Regions from separate parts of the Sus scrofa genome. Here region 1 is linked to region 2. The links are chromatin contacts, called in public promoter capture Hi-C maps. All regions are on one chromosome and are shown on one strand. The core of a region is the stretch at or near the end of the contact, and the rest is flanking DNA. Distances in the headings are between cores, read along the strand shown. Region 1 holds the start of ZNF389 (zinc finger protein 389). Region 2 holds the start of LOC110261670 (histone H2B type 1-J).

Region 1 (4,086 bases), core at 1,346-3,845, 790 kb before region 2:
TTATCTCTCCAAAGAAGGGTCCATTCCATCTTTATAGTTCAGACCAATGTGTAGATAACTTGTTGGACTGCTCCCACTCTCTTATCCCCTGGGAACAAACCCAATTCCATATCCAAACTTGCTAAAATTTTTGCTTCAAACTCAAATTTTACAAATTATCCCTCTCTGACTTTTTTCCATAAAAACAAGTTGTTTTATGTCTCAACAGTGATAAGTCAAGTTGACAGTGTGAACCCTTGATAAGAATGGTACTTCAACTCTGTGGTCTTCCTCCTCAAAATCTCTAACCTCAGTATAATAATGAGAAAAACTTCAATCAAATTCCAATTGAATGACATTCTACAAAAAGCCTGACAAGTACTCCTCAAAACTGTCAAGATCATCAAAAACAAGGAAAGTCTGAGAAAGTGTCACAGCCAAGAGGAAACATGACAATTAAATGTAATATAATATACTGAATAGGATCTTGGAATAGAAAAAGGACATTAAGTAAAAACTAAGGAAGTGGAAATAAAATCTGGACTTTAATAATATGCAATAGTAATTCAATAGTTGTGACAACTGTACTATAAAATGTAAGATATTAATAACAGGGGAAGCTGGGTGTGGGGTATATGAGACCACTCTGTACTCTTTTCACAATTTTTCTGTAAATCTAAAATGCCCAGAAACTATTCTAAAAATTTTATTTAAGGAGTTCCTGTCGTGGTGCAGTGGTTAACGAATCCGACTAGGAACCATGAGGTTGCCGGTTCGGTCCCTGCCCTTGCTCAGTGGGTTAACGATCCGGCGTTGCGTGAGCTGTGGTGTAGGTTGCAGATGCGGCTCGGATCCCGCGTTGCTGTGGCTCTGGCGTAGGCTGGCAGCTACAGCTCCGATTCAACCCCTAGCCTGGGAACCTCCATATGCCGCGGGAGCGGCCCAAGAAATGGCAAAAGACAAAATAAAAATAAAATAAAAATTTTATTTAAAAATTTGTCTATGTTTTTGAACAGGTAATATACAATTCAAAAGTCAAAATGATCTAAAAAGATACAGAGAGATCTTATTTCCACCCTGATTCCCTCTGAGTTTGCCACCCCCATAGGTAATCGATTTTATTAGTTTCTTACGTCTTTCTAGTATTTTTTCTTTTTTTTAGAGCTGCACCTGCGGCATATGAAAGTTCCCAGGCTAGGGATCAGAAAACTACAAAACGCCAAAGTTTAACACAAGCCTCCTGTAGGAAGGAGGGTCTGTATCCACCAGCCTATGCCACAGCCACAGCCACAGCCACGCTGGATCTGATCTGTGTCTGTGACCTACACACAGCTCACGGCAATGCCTGATCCTTAACAGGCCAGGGATCAAGCCCAGAACCTCATGGTTACTAGCCAGATTCGCTGCTGCTGCGCAACAATGGGAACTCCTTCCAGTACTTCTTTACCCAAACAAGTAGAGCCTCTGATTTTCTTAAATCAGTTTCAAGCCCCACAAATCAAGCACAGGTTTACTGTCATGGACACTACACCCTCCACGGCTTAGGAATTGTACCATTTCTGAGTGATGCTGTTCTATCAGGTTTGAAAAAGGTTCACTCAGGGCGCAGGTCACACGCAAATGAACCCTAGCCTAGAGTCCAGGAACATGGTTACCATGGAAGCAGCTGGTCCTACCCAAACCCCTTCTGTTCTGTAGCTTGCTCACACTTGAATTAGCCTTTCCTGCGGTTAGCTGCCTCAATGCGCCCTCTTTTCCCTAATATACTCCCCTCCCAGCCCCAAACTGCTGATACTAACTTCAGGAAACTACAAAGAAAAATAAATGATTTTTTTCCTGAGTAAAATATCTTAAGGCTACAATTATGTACCAAGTACCTTTCTGAGCTGTTATCAGATACCTTAATATTTTTAATTTCGAAGAAAAGCTATCAACGCGAAAGACATTTGCTCTCATCTTTGAAACTCAAGAAAAAGGATGGGGGGCGAAGCGGAACGGAATATAGATACCAAAAGAAGAGTTTCCATGAACAGAACATTCAGCTAAACTGACTTTCTCTTTGAGGCAAAACGAAAATATTTCAAGAACATCTAAGTAAAGTTGCCAAAGGTCCCTCAGCTACCAAGATTACAACAACACAAAGGAGAGCGAAGGGCCCAGGGACAAGAGAAAAGATCTCCCTCTCCGTCCCTCCCTTTCCCGCGCCGGGAAATCGGGACCCGGCCGGAAAAGCCAAGGGGGTCACTCGCTAGACGGTGAGTCCTCCGAGCCTCTGAGCTGCAGGTGGGGAACTCGGGGGCGCGGGGGGGGGGTGTCTCTGGGGAGGTGGCAATATTAGCACAGCAACGGCCCAGAGGAAGGGACAGAAGAGGGGGGAGGGCGGAGAAAAGGGGAAGAAAAAGGGAGCAAAAGAGAAGGGAGGAGCAGGCGAAGACGGTGGAGGACACGGGTCGGGCGCCGGATCGAGGGGCATGAGGCAAGGAGCCGCAGCGCGCAGTCACCCCCTCTGTGGCTCTTCGCCCCAGCGCTCACTCCAAACCCGAGGGAAAAGACGAGGGAGCACTTACCTGGAAAACTGTGATCTCGTGACCTCACTGTCCGTTTAACGCCTGCACTGGCCTGCAGAGGTCGACTTCCGCGGAACCCCGCCCCCCGGCACCTGGTGGTCGCTCTAGGATCCTGGAGGCTTCCCTCTCGGTGGTTCGGTGGTTCGTGAGCCGACGACCTGAAAGGAGAGAGGAAAGGGTTCTATTTACCCAGAAGGCATTTTAGGTTTTTTACCTCCCTTAATCCTGCAGAGCAGACGTTACAGTCCTCCTCTCATATATAAGAAACCCGAAGAGTTTCCTGGTGGCTCAGCAGGTTAAGGATCCCGAATTGTCGCTGTTGCTCTGGTCAGTGGTCTGGGAACATCCACAACCGTCGGGGAATGCCACCAAACAGATAACTTTTCTGAGCTGGACAACTAATAAAAGAGCAGAGGTGAAATTTGAACCTAGATCTGTAACAGTCCAGTTCCTTCCAGGGGGACCAGCAAATATAGCTCCTGAGGGCTTAAGTCTCAGAAAGTAATCCCCATATTAATTTGTTGTGCTTTGTTTGTTTTTTTTTGGCCAAGTCTGAAGCATTCGGAAGTTCCCAGGCCAGGGATCCAACCCGGGCCACAAAAGTGACAAGCCAAGTCCCTAACCACTGGGCCACCAGAGACCTCCCCTATATTAATTGTAAATTTAGCGCTATTCAAATAACAATTCAAATCTTTAATAAGTAGATTTTTGGAGTTGAAGACTGCCTGGGCAAACTGAAAAAGAAGGGAGATGAAGGGGCACTTGTCCTAAAGGATTTTAAACATATTATAAAGCCTTAATAATTAAACAGTGTAGTACTGGTAGGTGAGATAGACATACAAATGATACAGAATAGAAAGTTCAGAAATAGATGCAAATGTTGGGAGTTCCCATTGTGGCTCAGTGAGTTATGAACCCAACTAGTATCCATGAGGATGCAGGTTCAATCCCTGGCCTCACTTAGTGGGTCAATGATCTGGCATTACCATGAGCTGTGGTGTAGATTACAGATGTGGCTTGGATCCCGAGTCGTGGTGGCTGTGGCTGTGGCTCTGGCCAGCAGCTGCAGCTCCAATTCAACGCCTAGCCTGGGAACTTCCATATCCCGTGGGCAAGGCCCTTAAAAAAATAAAAAGACAAAAAAAAAAAAAAAAAAAAAAGGAAATAGAAGCAAACGTTATGAAAGGGTTGGGCTGCTCCACCACTCTAAGGCCAATAAAGAGGCAAGATCTGTGGAAAGGAAAGTTTGCTTTATTTCGGAGGCTGGTGATGGGGGAGGGAAGGCTACTCCTTTACCAAGTCTGACTCCCTCCACTGACAATCAGTAGGCAAGAGCTTTCATAGGCAGAAGCAGCATGATCACCTCTGACAGTCATCTTGAAATTGGTCATATGGTGGTCTGATCAGCATCATCTTGATTGTTTAAGAATAGTTAGTCTTCAGTTCCAGGGCTGGTTTGTCCTCGTTTCTTTGAGGCCAATTGGAATTGTGGGCGGCTTATGTCAAGGCTACAGTCTGGTCATCGTGCAGTGACCTTCTA
Region 2 (3,624 bases), core at 977-3,476:
TGTTCTTTCACAGTTGAGTGGTAAATATGCCACCCCAAACTATGCCTCTTTGTCATAGGGTAATTTTGAATTATTTTTGAGTAACAACATAGATAGGAAAATCTCTGAAAACAATAGAACATTTTTTCTAAGAGACACATTTCTAGAGGAATGCTCCATTTGTTTCCATTTCCATACTAGGAAGAGCAGGGTGATTCTAAATCACTAAAGAATCTTATGGGAGAAGGCACCAATTTTGATCTGCATAGCAAATCTTACCTTTCTTTACCAAGCTTTTTTCTGATAATTTATCAGAAACTGATAACTAACTGTTCTCTCCCTGCTGGCACCCACCATGTCTGTCCGAACGCCCCCCCAAATATCCTCATACATCTTTCTTTTGTCTTTAGCCAAGGATGGTAGGTAAGGTGATAGCTTGGGCCATCTTGAGTTTACTCATTTCCCTTAAGTATCTCTCATGTATACATGAGGTATTCATGTTAAAACAATTTTGGTTGTTTTCCTCCTGTTAGTTTGTCCTTTATTATAGGGAGTCTCAGACGAGAATTCAGAAGAGTAGAGAAAATTATTTTCTTCTCTCCTACACACAACATATCAAATCCGTCAGCAAAATATTGGTTATATCTGCAAAATGTATCCTTACCTATTGTCTATTGTCTCCAATTTAAGCCAAACCACCATAATCTCTCAAAAAGACCACTGCAATCACCTTCTAATTTATATTACTTCTAAACATTGTATTCACCATATAGCTGCCTTAATGAACTTTTGAAGAAGTGTAAATCACGTTATGCCATTCCTCTGTTCAAAACTCTTAGAATGATTTGCAAACTTATATCATGGCATATAAAATCCTACATGATTGTAGTCCTACATGACCTGACCTCTGATTATGAACTCACTTTCTACCCTTGCTTTCTCTGTCCTTTATCTTGCTTATACATTCTTGGTCTTAAACTTAATTAACTTCCTGAAACTTGTCTTTGCTTAAATGTTTCACGTATGCCACTGTTTCAATCGGATATAGTGTGGGCCCAAACCTAACGACCGCTGGCTATCCCTAAGAGGACAGAGAGACACACTGGGAAGGTGGGAGATTGAAGATATGCTGCCACAAACCAAGGAATTGTTGGCAACCACCAGAAGCTGGCAAGTACAGAATGATTCCTCCCTCAAGACTCCAGCAGGAACCCTAGCAGCACTTAGATTTTGAACTTTTGGCCTCCCGAGTCGAGAATTTGTTTAAAGCCGCTCATTTGTAGTAAACAGTTTACAAGCCGCCCTAGAAATAGTCTCTACTCCCCGCCCCAAACACTCAGCTGCCCGTCTTTCCACAGCCAATGAACCTAATGTGTCATTATGAAGTCATTTTACTTTTTAATTCAAATATGAAGCCTTTTACCACACTTCGACTTGACCAAACTAGAAGTTAAGGAAATTTTCACATTAAATCTCTTTTCATCTTCCCAAACAAGATAGATGTTAAGTTCTTTTCCAGAAAATGTGGGTGGCTCTGAAAAGAGCCTTTGGTTTGGTTTGATGCGTGTCGCCGAAATCTAGGCCATTACTTGCCCTTGGCCTTGTGGTGGCTCTCAGTCTTCTTGGGCAGCAGCACCGCTTGGATGTTGGGCAAGACACCGCCCTGAGCGATAGTGACCTTGCCCAGCAGCTTGTTGAGCTCCTCGTCGTTGCGGATGGCCAGCTGCAAGTGGCGCGGGATGATGCGCGTCTTCTTGTTGTCGCGGGCCGCGTTGCCCGCCAGCTCCAGGATCTCGGCCGTCAGGTACTCCAGCACCGCCGCCAAGTACACCGGCGCGCCGGCGCCGACCCGCTCGGCATAGTTGCCCTTGCGGAGCAGGCGGTGCACTCGACCCACCGGGAACTGGAGCCCGGCCCGCGAGGAGCGAGTCTTGGCCTTGGCGCGGGCTTTGCCTCCCTGTTTGCCTCTTCCCGACATTATAGCGACAGCAGCTTCGCTTGTGGTAGTTAGCAAAGCGAAAGTCCAGGCGCGGCACTTTTTATAACCCTTATTGGGCGCGAAGAAGAATGCGTGTCATTGGTTAACATTTTGGCTTAATTTAACCAATGAAAACGCGAGTTTGGGACTCTTGCGTTCTGATTGGACAGAACTAATTCCGGACATTTTACTTGATTAGCCACCAATCAGACAAAGTCTTTAGCTAATCACCTTATTTGCATAAGAGATTCTATATAAAAAGGACACATTGTGTGTTCGTCATAGCGGTTTTCATTTTTCCTGGAGGCATTTTTAGCTGCTTTGAATTATGCCTGAGCCAGCAAAGTCCGCGCCAGCTCCGAAGAAGGGCTCCAAAAAGGCTGTGACCAAGGCGCAGAAGAAAGACGGCAAGAAGCGCAAGCGCAGTCGCAAGGAGAGTTACTCCATCTACGTGTACAAGGTGCTGAAGCAAGTGCACCCGGATACCGGCATTTCCTCCAAGGCTATGGGCATCATGAATTCGTTCGTTAATGACATTTTCGAACGCATCGCTGGCGAGGCCTCGCGGCTGGCGCATTACAACAAGCGCTCGACCATCACGTCCCGGGAGATCCAGACGGCCGTGCGCCTGTTGCTGCCCGGGGAGCTGGCCAAGCACGCCGTGTCCGAGGGTACCAAGGCTGTCACCAAATACACCAGTGCCAAGTAAACAGTGAGTTGGTTGCTAACGATCCTAACGGCTCTTTTAAGAGCCACCCACACTTTCAGAAAGAGAGCTGGTGCTTTTTACTTTTGCGCTGGGCGTTTGTAATTTTGGTATTTAGTCGCCGAGCAGAACAATTTCTTGAACAGTCTTAAAGAACTTTCTGTTCCCAAAATAACAAGAGACCACTAACAGGAGTAACGTTATCTGACCTTGGCAAAGCTCGAGCTCCTTGTGTAACCTCATCCTGAGCTTTTCACGGTTATTTAGGAACTTAAGTATATTTAAAAGGGCTCAGCTATCAGTTCTGATAGATTTTACAGCTAAGTAGTGGAAGTAAAATCAAAAATTTCCCGTAACTTGTCGGACAGAGCTGGAGTCCTACCTACCCGGGTGCAGAGGTTGGCGCCGGCAGTTAAATTTGCCGCGATCAGCGCCGCCCTTCTCCACGGCCTGTCTGGTTGCCGGCATCCCGGAAACTAAGGGGTTTCTGTGCGCTGAAAGGATCCCCTTTCCGCCTCTCTCAGACCAGCGCACACAAGTTCCTTGAGTAAAAGATTTTGTGTAGACCATTCTGCTTTTCATTCTTTTTTTTTCTCTCTCCAGAATGAGATTTTCTATTCTCGAATTTCTCTTTGACGAGAAAGAAATGTAATTTTCAGCTTGAGGAGTACAAACACTTTTACTTTTAATTAGAATATTGATTTCCACTTGCTCTATATCCGTATAATGGGAGACGTTAAAAGACGAAATGAAACCGATCCCGGCCCTAAGGGGCTACTGTGCACAAAAGCCTTTCTGCGCCCCCCATTTCTTTGCTGCAGGGGAATAGGCTTCAGCCTTGACCTTCAGTGGTTTCCAAAGGGCAGGTTGAAACCGTCGCTAGTCAAGAAAGGGAGAGGATGCAGAGACAATGGAGGAACAATGGAGAAACTATAGCGCAGCCTTGTCTCACCAGAAGAGG

Evidence for each region. Promoter capture Hi-C pulls out the DNA fragments that hold promoters and counts their contacts.
Region 1: a contact with region 2 is called in a promoter capture Hi-C map of fetal liver, with 3 times the contacts expected there. The contact joins the promoter of ZNF389 here to the promoter of LOC110261670 in region 2. A contact is called at or near these places in 1 of 5 promoter capture datasets (fetal liver) and 1 of 47 Hi-C or Micro-C datasets (heart right ventricle).

Annotation. Positions count from the first base shown.
Region 1 is chr7:22,005,893-22,009,978 of Sscrofa11.1, reverse strand. ZNF389 (zinc finger protein 389) reads right to left here and starts at 2,595. Exons shown (of 2, transcript NM_001145130.1): 1 at 2,547-2,595.
Region 2 is chr7:21,219,165-21,222,788 of Sscrofa11.1, reverse strand. It overlaps LOC110261670 (histone H2B type 1-J), which reads left to right and starts at 2,226. Exons shown (of 1, transcript XM_021099843.1): 1 at 2,226-3,060. The coding sequence starts at 2,286. The coding sequence ends at 2,666. LOC110261666 (histone H2A type 1) reads right to left here and starts at 1,986. Exons shown (of 1, transcript XM_021099839.1): 1 at 1,102-1,986. The coding sequence starts at 1,957. The coding sequence ends at 1,565.